Regions from separate parts of the Mus musculus genome. Here regions 1, 2 and 4 are each linked to region 3. Evidence: chromatin contacts called from public Micro-C and promoter capture Hi-C data. All regions are on one chromosome and are shown on one strand. Each heading gives the region's core, a stretch centred on a gene start, on an enhancer-like site or on the middle of the called end of the contact. The rest is flanking DNA. Distances are from core to core; before and after follow the strand shown.

What was found. Promoter capture Hi-C pulls out the DNA fragments that hold promoters and counts their contacts. A called contact is a pair of places that touch in the nucleus more often than the background predicts. Capture Hi-C pulls out chosen DNA fragments and counts their contacts.
Region 1: a contact with region 3 is called in a promoter capture Hi-C map of adipose tissue. The contact joins the promoter of Mtag2 here to the promoter of Syngr4 in region 3. A contact is called at or near these places in 5 of 39 promoter capture datasets (cranial neural crest, hematopoietic stem and progenitor cells, liver and 1 more) and 2 of 9 other capture datasets (adipose tissue and liver).
Region 2: a promoter capture Hi-C map of erythroid cells shows a contact between it and region 3, with 7 times the contacts expected there. The contact joins the promoter of Nosip here to the promoter of Syngr4 in region 3. A contact is called at or near these places in 4 of 39 promoter capture datasets (cranial neural crest, erythroid cells and liver) and 1 of 115 datasets of contacts at active chromatin or transcription factors (pancreatic cancer cells).
Region 4: a Micro-C map of embryonic stem cells shows a contact between it and region 3, with 6 times the contacts expected there. The contact joins the promoter of Slc6a16 here to the promoter of Syngr4 in region 3. A contact is called at or near these places in 1 of 39 promoter capture datasets (pre-B cells) and 1 of 484 Hi-C or Micro-C datasets (embryonic stem cells).

The regions. Positions count from the first base shown.
Region 1 is chr7:45,364,900-45,368,394 of GRCm38.p6, forward strand. Mtag2 (metastasis associated gene 2) reads left to right here and starts at 1,262. Exons shown (of 2, transcript NR_015480.2): 1 at 1,262-1,375; 2 at 2,477-3,049. It overlaps Ppfia3 (protein tyrosine phosphatase, receptor type, f polypeptide (PTPRF), interacting protein (liprin), alpha 3), which reads right to left and starts at 2,120. Exons shown (of 30, transcript NM_029741.2): 1 at 1,760-2,120. Lin7b (lin-7 homolog B (C. elegans)) reads right to left here. Exons shown (of 6, transcript NM_011698.1): 5 at 3,405-3,495; 6 at 2,992-3,099. The coding sequence ends at 3,078.
Region 2 is chr7:45,060,524-45,063,871 of GRCm38.p6, forward strand. Nosip (nitric oxide synthase interacting protein) reads left to right here and starts at 1,906. Exons shown (of 9, transcript NM_025533.3): 1 at 1,906-2,008. It overlaps Prrg2 (proline-rich Gla (G-carboxyglutamic acid) polypeptide 2), which reads right to left and starts at 1,129. Exons shown (of 7, transcript NM_022999.1): 1 at 1,065-1,129; 2 at 218-369. The coding sequence starts at 302.
Region 3 is chr7:45,894,988-45,898,239 of GRCm38.p6, forward strand. It overlaps Syngr4 (synaptogyrin 4), which reads right to left and starts at 1,724. Exons shown (of 5, transcript NM_021482.2): 1 at 1,621-1,724; 2 at 704-904. The coding sequence starts at 796. Tmem143 (transmembrane protein 143) reads left to right here and starts at 2,082. Exons shown (of 8, transcript NM_144801.2): 1 at 2,082-2,114; 2 at 2,448-2,679. The coding sequence starts at 2,092.
Region 4 is chr7:45,239,251-45,242,383 of GRCm38.p6, forward strand. Slc6a16 (solute carrier family 6, member 16) reads left to right here and starts at 1,503. Exons shown (of 13, transcript NM_001324535.1): 1 at 1,503-2,053. It also overlaps a transcript of Cd37 not described here.

The sequences.
Region 1 (3,495 bases), core at 12-2,511, 530 kb before region 3:
GGAAGAGGAGAAGAATAAATAGAAGAAAAAGAGGATGAAGAGGAGGAGGAAAAATGTAGACAACATAGTGAGTTCTAATCCAGCCTGGGACGCATGGCAAAATCCTGCCACTGGGGATGGGAAAGGAGCAAGTAAAAAAAAAGACATGCTTAGAAGTTAGTTCATGGCCTTGAAGTGGATCACATGCCTTGGTGAGGACGGAACAGGCACATCATCTGGAAATGTTCTGGAACTTAGGATCTTGAACATAACACAGGGAAAGGACACATTTTTAACTAGAAGTGCAGAAAGACAGCTGCCTGGTTCCAAATAACCTCGTGAACCTTGATCCCAAAACACACCTGGAGGAAAGGATGGCTGTTTGGTACTTGGAGTATGAGACATCAGATATTACCATATGGGTCTCTAGAGGCAATGAGATGCCAGAAATATCCAGCTTTGGGGGAGAGGAGACTCTGCAAGTCTAGCACCTGAGATGATAGAGCAGATGATAAGTGCTCGTTAAAGCCATGGGAGATGTGAAGTTGAGGCCACCAAGACATGAAGATGGGAGTGGAATGCAGAGCCAAGGTCCAGACTTTTGAATCTACCTAGGGGTGAAGAAACTTAGAGCCTGACTGTTTGGTGGGAGTGTAAGCCTGGGTGGGTGGTCTGATGGACAGGACACTCACCACTGTCAGAGATTCTGGGTCCCTGAGATGAGTGTTTGTTCAGGTGGAGGTTATAAGATGGGGGTGAGACACTTAGATCTCCAAGGGGGAGTGAGGACAGAAGCAGAGGAATTGCATTCCAGGTCTTTGAAAAGAAGTCATGGCGCCTGAGTCTATAAGGCAGCAAGCAGGTGCTGGTGTACCAAGAGGCTGGTCATATTTGTCTGCGGAGGGCAGGGGGGAGCTGTTAAAGTAGGTGCTAAGTGGGGAGGTGGGGGCAAAGGCTAGGAAACTGGATTCCCCGGGTGCTGAATAAGGTGACAGTGATTAGTCAGGGCCAGCAGATATATGGACACTAACAGCTTTTCAGAACCAGGTGGGAGCGGGAGGCTCCATGCCAAGGTTTCTAAGTGGCCTGGGCAGGGACATTCACAAGCTCTATGTAAGTGAAGCAGCTAGAGTCCCAGAAAGCTAGAGTGCCTAAAGATGGGCCTGAGAGCCCTGCGGCCCATCTGGGAGGGGGGCGCCGGGGAACCCCAGGTCAAAGGCGCGGTGAGGGGGAGGAATCCCCACACCACCTGCACCCCCCTCCTCCCTAGCGGCCGTGGAAGGAGATGGGGGAGGCGAGGCTACCGAGAGCTGACCATGGACAGCTCCGGCGCGGGCCTGTGTCCAGGGCGAGCCGGCCTGGACCGAGGAACGTCTCCGGTTGATTCAACCAGAAGGTGGGGGACGCAAATGGGGGAACGATTTGGACGCAATGGAGGAAGCCCCACAGCGGTGACCAGGGTCTGGAGCTCCCAGGACTGGGCCCAGAGGATGGATCTAGACTGAGGGATCCCCTGGGCTGAGCTGAGGGATCCAGGCTTCTGGGCCCTGGAGGAGGCACAAGGAGGTAGCCCGCCTGAGATACTAGGGTTCGGCGGGGCACTCTCAGCTCCGGGAAGGGACACGCCTGGGTCTCTTGGGTTGGCTTGTGAAATCTGGACTCTGGGTTCCCTTGGGATGAAGATGGGAATGTAGGATTTCGGGCAAGCTGGTCGGAAACGCTAGCCCAGGGGTCCCCAGGGTGGGCGCTGCCGGGCAAGCTGGGCCGGGCTCTTACCTACCTGGTCCGCGACGACTGCGGGAGGAGCTGGGCTGCAGGAGGGACGCGGGGTGGGGTAGGGGCACCGGGCGGGGCCCCTGGCGGCGGCCGGGGCCCGGATCTGGAGCTCTGGAACCCTGTCTACGCCGCTAGCGCGGGCTCAGCGTCTCTTGCTCCGGCTCCAGCGCTGGGGACCCCCCTCCCCCTCACGGTCTCACAGCCTTCTTACTCCCTAAAATAGCCCCCTGCCCTTGTCACCGTACAGCCTCCCCCCGCGAGGCCGCAGTCGCCAGATCCAGGGGTGCCCACCAGCGCCCCCCCAAATCCCACCTTCTCCCCCCCCAAAAAATTCTCCTCCCTCCCCCTCCCCCCCCACAGATCCCGGGCGGTCGTGGCCCCTTTAACAGAAGACTGACGGACGGTGCTGAATGGCCAATGAGAATTGGCCTCCGTGCCGGCCGGCGACCAGACCCCGCCTCCACATCGGGAGGGAGGGGCCGCGCGGGCGGAGAGCTGGGGGCGGGACTCATGGTGCAGCGACCAATAGGCATGCAGCGTGCGGCGGCCTGGGAGGGAGGCGGAGCCCGGCAGAGGATGATGTCACCTGAATCTAGTAGCGCGCAGCATGGAACGCGAGTCGCGACCCCGGGTCCCCACGGCGGCGCGCGTCTCACGGGACACGAGGGTTGGGCGGCGGGATAGGAATTCAACATTCAAGGTGGGATTTTTTTTTTTTAAGACAAGGGCGGCTCCCGGAAGGATGTGCTCGGTTGGAAGGTGAGGCAAGTGGACGACGGGTGGCGAGTGCGTGTTACTCTGCACCCCTGCGCCCGTCTAGGGTACTGCATGCGCCCCACCAACCCGACTCCTACGCAGACGGTGGCACGGCCCGCAAGGGTTCCCCCAGTGGATGGTTCGCTCCGCCCCGCCTACAGAGGCAATGATCAGGCGGCTTCTGCTGGTTTCAAGACTCCCGCGTCCGACTCACTGGAGACCTTGCCAGGCCTTGGCCTTCCGAACCTCTTAAGGGTTGGGGGCAGTGGTCTTTAGTGGTGCTCCCTGGCGCTCACATAGACGCAGCCTTGGGTCGGGCTAGTCTCTGGGACACCGGCCAGCCTCCGCCTTCAGAGCTGCGCGAGCGTTGTCTATCATGGTACACAGACTGGAATGAGCTTGTTCTTAACCTCAGCTTCACTGTCCTCCTCCCCCACAGAGACTATTCCAGGATGCGCGACAGACACACAAGACACTCGGTGAGGGTTAAAGATCTTTAAATAAGGAGCCAGTGACAATAAATAATACTGTACAGGGGAGGAGAAGGAGGGTCCTGGTCTGTGATTTCAGCCTCGAGACTCCAAGGACCTGTGAGGGTGTAGAGAGGGGAGTTTTAGACACAGGGTAGGTTCAGGGGTGGGGTGGGGGAGGGCGCGTAAGATGTTCAATGGTGGGGTTCTGGAGACAACAGTTCAGAAAATCAGGCACAGGGCTTCTGGAGTTGGGGAGCCAGAGGGTCCCAGGGCCTTAGCTACCATGGCAGGAGTCAAAGGTCAGAAAACCCCTGGTGGAGAGCCAGAGATAAATGTTGAAGGCCGCTGTGCTCACTGGCCTGATTTGGGTATCTAAGGTTGGGGAAGGCAGCAGGGAGAGGATGGTGACTGGAGGCTCACGTGTAGCTGTGGTGCTGCTGGCGCCGACGGGCAGATCGCATCTTCTCGAAGCGGGCTTCCATCTCCTCCAGCACCCGAGGAGTGTAGCGCA
Region 2 (3,348 bases), core at 656-3,155, 830 kb before region 3:
AGGAGGAAGACTGGAGTCTGGAACTCTACTTCTGAAGCAGGGGGTGACCATGTGGATCTGAGGGGAGAAGCCGGGGCACAGACCCTAGGATCTGAGGGAGAAGCGTCCGGGTCCAGGAATCTAGGAAGTCTCCTGGCTAGGGAGAGGCAGAACTAAACCTCTGCAAGGCTCTTCTCCAAACACTCACCTTCAAACTTGAAGAGACTCAAACACTCACCTTGGTTTTGCTCTCTGTGAGGTGAGGTGTCCAGGCAGGTGGCCAATCCCATATAGACTAAGAGCAGGGAAGGACGGCCCCTCATACTGTGTGGACTCCCAGATGACAAATGCTGCAGCGGAGTTAGGAGGCCAGGACTCCCTGCCCGCACTCTGCCATCATGATAAAAGCAAGTAACCAACTCGTGTCCCATGCCAGACACCGTGGGTCTTTATCAACTCAGGACTTTATCAAGACAGGGTTTCTCTGTCTGTGTAGCCCTGGCTGTCCTGGAACTCACTCTGTAGAGCAGGCTGGCCTCAAACTCAGAACTCTGCCTGCCTCTGCCTCCCAAGCGCTGGGATTAAAGGTGTGCCACCACTGCCTGGCTCATCTTAATTTTCAAGCCAGTCCTATTACTCCTGCCATTTTTATAGGTGAAGAACGTGTTACCAGGTAGTAAAGTCATTTGCCTATTGTACCAGGTTTTCGAATGTCAGAGGAGGACTTTGGAGGTGACAATGATAAGCACACAGTTGCTGAGGCTTGCTTTCTCTACCTATCACAAACCTGACAACACACAGTAGGCATTTAAACAAGCTCATCATCAACCCTCTTCCCTTCCAGCCCAGCAGATTACATTCCAAGTCAGCCTCCCTCTACCTGTTGCCTCATCGAGCCTCAGAGATCAGAGACTACACGACAGATCAGGTCGTATATTTCTAGGTCTTGAAGGCTTGAGGAGACAGAGCCCTGGGGATCCACAGCCTAGAGCTTGGGTCCCAAGTTTCTAGATCCCAATAACGTGGGGAATCAGGACACCAGATCCTCTGCCCAGGAGTTTCTCGGGGAGCATGCACCCACTTACCTGGCCAGGGCTGGGAGCTCTGCCTCTCTTCTTTAACGAAGGCCCTCTGGGTCAGAGTAGCCAGCTGTGCAAAGGGGTAGGCAAGAGGGGAGGGGAGGAGAGGAGGGGAGCTCCTCCTGGGTTACTAGGCCCGAGCCGGCTACTGGCGAGGGGGCGGGGCTACTGATTACCTTCTTTGGGAGGGACTCAGGTAAGGGACAAAGTACTTAAAGGGACCATAGGATCAAGGTCTTCAGTGCCACGGCCCCACACAGAAGAAACAAGGCTTTCCGACACCATGGAGGGATCTAGGGGGCTTTATTAGAGTCTCCTCTTCCCTACTTGTCCAGCCCGAGTCTCTCTCTACAGACGACTTGGCAGAGCCAGGAAAATAAATCTTAGGTCTCAAGAGATCTACACACTGGTGGGAAGGGAATTCTTTGGTTCCTAGAATAACTGGGCGGTACCACAATAAATCTGTTTCCTGAGGATAACTTGAACAGTTTAGTCTCGAGATCTTTGAAAATTGTTTTTTCTATAATAGGGGAAAGAGTTCTCACTTATCGACTCTTAAGATGCAATGGGGGAAAAAATAAGTAATATATTTGGGGAACTGGATATCAGTCTCTTCGGGTGACAGAGTTAAGTCTCCAAACTCAAACTTGAAGAGACTCAAAGCAACTGCCCCGCTCTGGGTAATGCCTAGAACAGGCTAGGGTGTCTCCCAGAGTCAAACCACTTTCGCTCACCGGAACCTTCGAGTAGTCACTCACGTTTCCGGGGGGATGGAAGAGAAGAAGAAAGCACTTACCAAGCCAGGCGAAGCGCCTCCGCGACTAGGGGCAGAATTATTTCCGGTCTCCTCCTGTCGGGCGGAAGTAGGAGGAGTAGAGTTTAAAAACAGTACTCTTTTTCCGGTTCGGGACGTAGTTGAAGCAACGACAAGCCGGATAACCGCTCTTGAGGTAAGCTGCAGGCGGTGAGGGGTCGCGTCGCCAAGTTTCCTTCTTGTGGGAGAAATTTGCAGTTCTGAGGGAGGTAGGATAAGGTTTCGCACTCCGAATCCCTGTCAATCATTAACAGCGCTCTTGAACGCCTAGGTTGGAAGACGAACTACATTTCCCAGGATGCCTTGTACTGTCTCCCTCATCCTGGCTGGTTGTAGAAAATGTAGTTCCGCAGTAGAGGAGTGATGCGGACCAAGTGAGGGGGAACTTGGGGTTCCCTGTGTTAGTGAGAGTTGAGGTCGGATTTCTAGACAATGGTGAGGAGGGGAATGAGCAGTAGTGGTTTGGACCCTTGAAGGTTCCTTGAAGCAATTAAAATATTTTATTCTGCTTGAGACCGAGTCTCAGTATGTAGCCCTTGCTGTTATAGAACTCGCTATGTAGTTAGCCTCAAACTCACAAAGATCCGCCAACCTCTGCCGCCCAAGTGTTGAGATTAAAAGTGTGCACCACCACACCTAGCACTTATTACCCCCCCCCCCCCGCCCCATTGTTCGTTTTTGTTTTTTGGCTTTTCGAGACAGGGTTTCTCTGTGTAGCTCTGGCTGTCCTGGAACTAGCTCTGTAGACCAGGCTGGCCTCCAACTCAGAAATCCGCCTGCCTCTGACTCCCAAGTGCTGGGATTAAAGGCGTGCGCCACCACCCCAACGATTATTGTATTTTTTTGAGGCAAGGTGACATGTAGTCCAGGCTGCATCGAATTTCACTAAATATCTCTAAGGAGATTAAGATTTATTAGCTGGGCAGTGGCAAAAAAAAAAAGATTTATTTAAAGTAACGAGGGGGGGGATGGGTGGGATTAGGGTGCATGATGTAAAATTCACAAAGAACGTAGGACATTTGAAAGCCCCCAGAAGGAGATTTATTTAAAGGGGTATGGTAGACACATCTTTGATCCCAGAACTGGGCGCAGAGGTAGATGGATTTTCCTGAGTTTGAGACCAGCCAGGGCTACATAGTGAGACACTATCCTGAAAAGAAAAGGAAAGGAAAAGAAAAGAAATGCTTTCCTTTTATTTTATGTAAACGAGGGTTTTGCCTGTTTTTATGATTGTGCACTCCATGTGAATGCACTGTCTACAGAGCCCAGAAGGCCATTAGGTCCCCTAGAACTGGAGTTGTGAACTGCCATGTGTGTGTTAGGTATCAAACCCAGGTCCTTTGGAAGAACAGCCAGTGCTTTTAGCCACTGCCTCATCTCTCCAGCTTCTTAATTTGTTTTTTGTTTTTTTTGTTTGTTTTTTGTTTTGTTTTGTTTTGTTTTGTTTCTTGAGATGCACAACCTGGTACTGAAATT
Region 3 (3,252 bases), core at 474-2,973:
TTAAAAAAATAGATCTAGTCCCTGTTCACCCCTCCCCTACCTGAGAAATAGAAAATGGATGGGTCCTAGCATCTCCTAGAACCGAGTGGTGCTTCCCCCCTTTTGTGTTAACCTTAATGGATGCTGTCCCATGGAACTTCCTGGCATGGTGAAGTGGCCTGAATCTATGCTGTCCAACTGGAGACTCATAAGGCACCTTTGGCAACTAAGCCCCTGAAATATGGCCACCATGATTGCAGAGCAGCCCATTTGAATCCCATTTGATGAGTTGGAATTGGAGTAGCACCCGTGGCTTGTGGCTACTCCACTGGACAAGCAGTCTTCAAACACTGATGCCATTTATCAAAATTATGGGGTTTTTTGGGGGGGTGGCTTTACTTTTCTTCGCCTTTGAAAGGGTTCTTTTTCACTTTTTCCATTTTCTTACACTGTAACCCAGGCTGGCCTCAAACCTATGTCAATCCTCCTACCTCAGTCTTTTATGTGCTGGTGTGACAGATTTGAGAGGCCCTTTGAGGAGCCCCAGGTTTGAGGGGCTCTTTCTTGTGATGACTCGGTTGATGCTGACAGTGGCTAGTGACCAGATACTCAGTAAAAGGTGGCTTCAGTTTTGGGCTCCTGTCTGCTTCTCTCCCTCTCTGACCACACTGACCCCTTGCCCTCTTCCTGGATGTCGCCTGTGTCCTGACCCCTGGGGTCTCACCCCTCCGAAGATCCTTGAGATGCTCTTTGGTCTCCTCAGAAAGCGCACAGTCTCATTGTCTGCCAGGTCGTGGAGGCTTTCAGGGAGGTGCATAGTGGCTGCTCTTCTTTGGGTGTCCCGGGAGGTAGGGGCAGGGGTGTTGGGTGCTGCTTTCTGGGCACCACTTCCTGTGTGCCTCAGACCCACCTCAAGGCTCAGCTACTGCAAGAAAAGAGGAATGGGAATGTCAGAGTAAAAGTGCTGGGAGTGGGGAGTACTGGCCCTTCCTTTGTGGGGATGGATAGGCTGAGGGGCTGTTAGGAGCCCTAGGAACAGAGGGGGTGGGCTGAAGGGGCTGGCTGCTCCCGTTTTCAGTTGTCAGGAATATGGGGTGAGAAACTGCTGGGTGGTCTTAGGTGCTGGAGATGAGACATGATAGGGTATGTGGGAGGTTCTGGAAATGGGAGCACGGCTGGAAGGCTGCTTCGGGGTTCCAGAAGTTGGAAATGTAGGCTGATGGGCTATTGGAGGTTTCAGGTGCTGATAAGGGGCCAGAGGGTTCTGAGGGCCCTAGATTTTGGGAATACAGGATGAGGGTGATAAGGGGTGGCAGGTCTGCTGGGCCCTCAGAGTGGGGTCAATAGGGGGACTGTAGACTGGTCCTTGAGGGAATGCAGCTACCCTAGGTATAGAAGACCACGTAGAGCCCAGCAATATTTGAGGTGTTCCCTAACTTGGGTCATTTTCCGTAACACCAGGCTTGCTTAGGCTTCAGCTCTGTTTCAGGATGACATATTGTCTTAAGACTGAAGCCTCAGAAACCAGCTGCCACTCGGTATGAGAGTCATGGCAACCTCCTTAGACTAGGGGCTTCCCTTCTAAGGACCTGGGGGCGGAAGTGCTGAGACCCCAAGGGGACGCTGGCTGAAGAGAACCACCTCTTCTCCGAGGGCCGAGGACCTGCGTTCCTCTTCTGCCTGCCTGGCTTCCTCTCCTGGTCCCGGGAGCCACCTCTAGCCTCTTTTTGGTTCCTCTTTTTCCCGCCTTTTCTGTCCTCTACAGATGATTGGCTGCAGCCAAGTCCCGCCCCTTTCCTTTCCGCCTATCCGAACTGACTATGGAAAGGGCGTGGTCTCGGCGGACGTTGGGCGGGTCGCCGTTGGCCGGGCGCGCGCGAGGGCCCGACCCAGCTCCAAATAGCGGACCACACGTCTTCAGCGCGTGCGCATTACCTTTAAAAAAAAAAAAAAAAAAAAAAAAAAAAAAGGACTAGCGATGAGGCATGCGCAGTTGAGATAAAGGCTATTAAATGGTTTCAAGCGGCTCAGGCTGTGCGCATGCGCCTTACTGCTTGCTGAAGCCAATCCTCTGGGCCTAGGACCTCTTACTGCACATGCGCAGAAGGCTCAATGACAGTCGCGCGTTGGTTAAGGTGAGGGCAGGGTGGGGGATTGCATGGCCCAGGAAGGACGGCCCAGCACCCGCTATTAACTTTTCCTAGTTTTTCAACACTCCTGAGCTCCACCTCATTGTTTAAGCTTCTCAGAGACCATTTGTACCGCTTCAGGGTCCCTGGGCCTGCAAGATACTCCAAACTACGACCTCTGACCCTATTCCGGAGCCAACCTAAATGTGCAGTGTAGAAGGAACCGGAAAGGGATTAGAGGGAGGGAGACTGGCCAGGAACTGTCCCCGAAGGGAGGGGTGTGTGGAGGTACTACCTCCAACTGACCTTTGACATCCCCCTTCATTTGCTTATGTTTAGGCTCTGGGAAAGGGGGCAGGCCATGTTGCATGTGACCTGGGGGTCCAAGGTCCGACTATGGTCCCTGGTGCCTGCTCTCCTCGGGACTCCCCGAGCTCTGTCGTCCCTGGAGAACAGGATGGGGGTGTACCGCAAGATGTGGAACCCCAAGGAGCCCTGCGACTGGGCCCAGCAGTACCGCGAGCGCTTCATTCCATTCTCCAAGGAGCAGCTGCTCCGCCTCCTGATACAGGTACCGCCCATCAGTGGTCTAAGGACCTAGAGACTACAGTTTCCAGCCGACCTCGCGACTGCACCACTATACCTGCTTTTGAGGTCTGCGCTAGCGCCCTCCTGGGAGTGTAGTTTCTGGTCCCTTTGGCGTTCCTAGTGGGTTCGAGAAAGTTGGAATGCAGGGGCTAGAAAGAACTCCAAGATGAGATGCCTAAAGATCTCTGGACTTGGGCTTCTTCTGGGGCCTTGAACAGGCACACTGGGACATAAGTTTTTCCCTTGAAATAGATGTAACTATCATCCTCATAATTCCTTTCTAGTACATAATAAATTTGTATCTGCAAAGCCATAATGATAATTATTATCACACCTTGAGCTCTTTATTCCGTGGCACCGTGCTAAGTGTTTGTAATGTATAGAGCCATCAGAACAACCCTGTGAGAGGCCACCATTATCCCATTTTACAGGTTTAAAGGCAGTGACCCATCCAAAGCTACAGTGAGTGGCCCATGCTTGCTTGACTCTAGAGTGCGCCCCTTACTTCACCCCTGATCTATTCCATAGCTTGAGCTCTCAGCCCTCCATCACTGTC
Region 4 (3,133 bases), core at 253-2,752, 660 kb before region 3:
GTGTCTCTTTCCCTGGGTCTCTCTCTTTGCTCTCTTTCTTCTAGAGCAGGTGCTCCGATGTGCTTGGGGGCCAGGGTTGGACCCCTGGGGAAGTGAAAGGGCTGCAGAGGAGGTGTGACAGTCCCAGGAGTGAGGAGGGCAGCGAGGCAGTGCCTGAATATCCGGTGGAGGAAGTGAACCTCAGATGGCACTTCCTACCTCTGCGGAGAAACCTGAGGGGAGGAGGCCCCAGAAAAGCCAGGCACTGGAGTGGGGGTCACTTGAGCATACCTAGCATCTTCAAAGTTTCCTATGATGTGCCCAGAAAGAAGTCCCTGACACTTGTCAAGTCCCCAGTTCCTCACAGATTTCTAATGTGGGAAGTTCCTATCACCTATCTACCCAAAGCCTAGTTCTCTGGGACAGCAGCTGCCTTCTGAGACATGTCTCATCTATTTTCTTTCTGTATGTGTATTTGTATGTGTTAGTGTGTGTGTGTGTGTGTGTGTGTGTGTGTGTGTGTGTGTGCGCGCGCGCGCCTTTGGAGGCCAGAGGACAACATTGGAAGCTGTTCATCTTTTTTTAAAAAAATTTTAACGATGTGTGTGTGTGTGTATGTCTGCGCCACATGGTGCTTATAGAGGGCAGAAGATAGATAAATTTTCGGGACTGGGCCTCTCCTGCCACAGGCTGTGCTCCAAGGCAGGTTCTGCCATCTCCAATAAGCCAAGTAAAAGAACCAAATTTCTAGAGGAAACAGAAAAAGGTTTACACACAGTGTGGTCACATTTAGAAGGGCACAAAGCGATCTGGTGATCCCCTTCAATTCATTTTTGGGGTCCCTCACTGAGACTGAGGTGTAAATAGAAGGCTAATGTTATGCATGTCTATGCAGTCCACCATGCGGTCCTACCCACCACTGACCCACCATCGTCTGGGCTTCAACCTCAACCTGTGGTCGCCCAAGCTCTTAGAGCCGTGTGAAATCCTATTCAGGGACACGCTAACCATTGGTTGGCATCTTTTCCCTTTCCCAGCATGAGATTCCTAGGGGGAGATTCCCCTTTCTTTGTGCTTCATTGTCCCAATAATCGGACAGATAGGTTGAGACACTTAGCTTATCTTCCCTTCCTCCTGTGGGGTCTGGGATGGAACACCGTTTGGTGGCACATCTGGGCCTCTCATTTGCCAGTTTTTAATTCTTATCTGCTGTCCTTAAAATCCCTAATTGGCCTTTGTGTGTGTGTGTGTGTGTGTGTGTGTGTGTGTGTGTGTGTGTGTGTGTGTTTATTTTGCTCCTGAAAGGGAGGCGTTTAGTAATTAACAGTGGTTTGAAATCAACACGGAATAATTGTGAAGATTAAGTCTTTGCACCATTTCTGCCTGTGGCATCAAGGAATCAAAGCACTGGGGTCACACAGGGGTGGAAGGCTGCGCCCAGAGGCAAAGGCGCTGCGGCGCACGCGCAGTCAGAAGCTGCGAGCACGTGTATGTGCACGCGCACCGGAAGCGCCACAGCAAACTCCTTCGCGTGGGTAGAGGAAGGAGGCGAGACGGGAGCAATAGCGCAGAGACACAGAAAGGGCAGGGAAGGCCTCGTGGGTTCACGATGTGGGAACTGCCTTCCAGGGGGCCGGAGGGCCTGGGGAGGTCGCTAAGCTTCCATGCCGAGGCCTCCCGGACCTTTTCACCCAGACAGCCGCTGGAGAGTTCAGCGGGGATCTCGAGGCCCGGGCGGTGAGACCGACGGGGCGGCCATTGTGCTGCCCCAGGCTCTCCACAGGACGCCAGGAAGGAGGGAGGGAGGGGGGAGTCGCGAGGTCAAGGTCACCGTGCCCCCTCTCCGTCAGAACCCGGAAAACTGCCTCCTCGCTCCTCGGCTGCGCCTGCCTGAGGCCAGGCCTGAGAGTCAACCTCCCGCAACTCTTGACGGCTGCTCTATTGGGAAGGCGCCTAAGAGGCGGCAACCCGACCCGGCTTCATTTCCCGCCCGCTAGGGACAGCCACCTCCTGTTCGGAGGACTCAGGACACCAGCTTGCTTTCCCTTCTGAGGCCATAGTTCCAGGGAAGGAGGTAAAGTGAGCACAGGGGGCGTTTCCGAGGAGGCTCCTAGGGACCTGTGACAGCCACGGGCTCAGTCCTGGGGTCGGAGGGTTCAGGAGTGGCTGGGGCTGGAGCTCAGTTAGAGATCACTTGCCTAGCAGGGACAAGGCCCAAGTCCAAGTACTGACCGGAGAAATGAATACATTAAACGAGGAATCAAATCCAGCGCTCAGTTCTGCAACTGAAAGTTCCAGTTGACCGGATTGTCCAGAAAACTGTTTTCACTTCTGCTTGTTTTTAAACAAGTTCTAGTTAGGCAAATCGATCTCCTTTCACACAACTTGCCTGTTATTAAATTGTTACTATTGTCCGATGGACTACAGAGTCAGGGACAACACTATCAAAGTTTGAGATTTTTGACTTATTGTATTTGAAGAGATGACTCATTTATTTTGATATGGGCAAAATACCTAGTTGTGAAGTTTTGTGTGCCGCAGGTAAACCTCTACTTCCTCACCATGCCTATCTTTGAAAAGTTATTGCGGTCTAGTGATTGACTGATCGTTTAGATATGAGTCTCTGGTGCGTGTGCCCTGACATGTGTGGGGGTCAGAAGACAACTTGTGGGAGTTAGTTCTCTCTTGTCTTCATGTGGAGAACAGGATGGAATGTAGGTCATCAGAACTGGCAGCAAGTGCTTTTACCCACTGAGCCATCTTGTTGGCCTCAACTTGATTAGCTTTTGAGACAGGGTCTCAACTAGCCCAGGCTGGCCTAGAACACGTTGTGTGGTCAAGGATAACAAAGGACTTTATTCAAGTCCTCTCATCTCTACTTCCCAAGGACTGTGATTTCTGTCACAGGCCATCAAAACTCCTCTAATGAGATACTGGGGGTGAAACCTAGGGCCCTGTGCATTCAGGGCAAGCATTCAACCAAACGAGCTACATTCCCCAGCCCTCAGCTTGGTCAATTCCATATGCATTAAAAAACTTTTTTTTTTTTTTAAACCGGGCTGGACAGATGGGTCAGTGATTAAGAGCACTTGACTGCTCTTTCAGAAGTCCTGAGTTCAATTCCTAGCAACCACACAGTGGTTCACAGCCATCT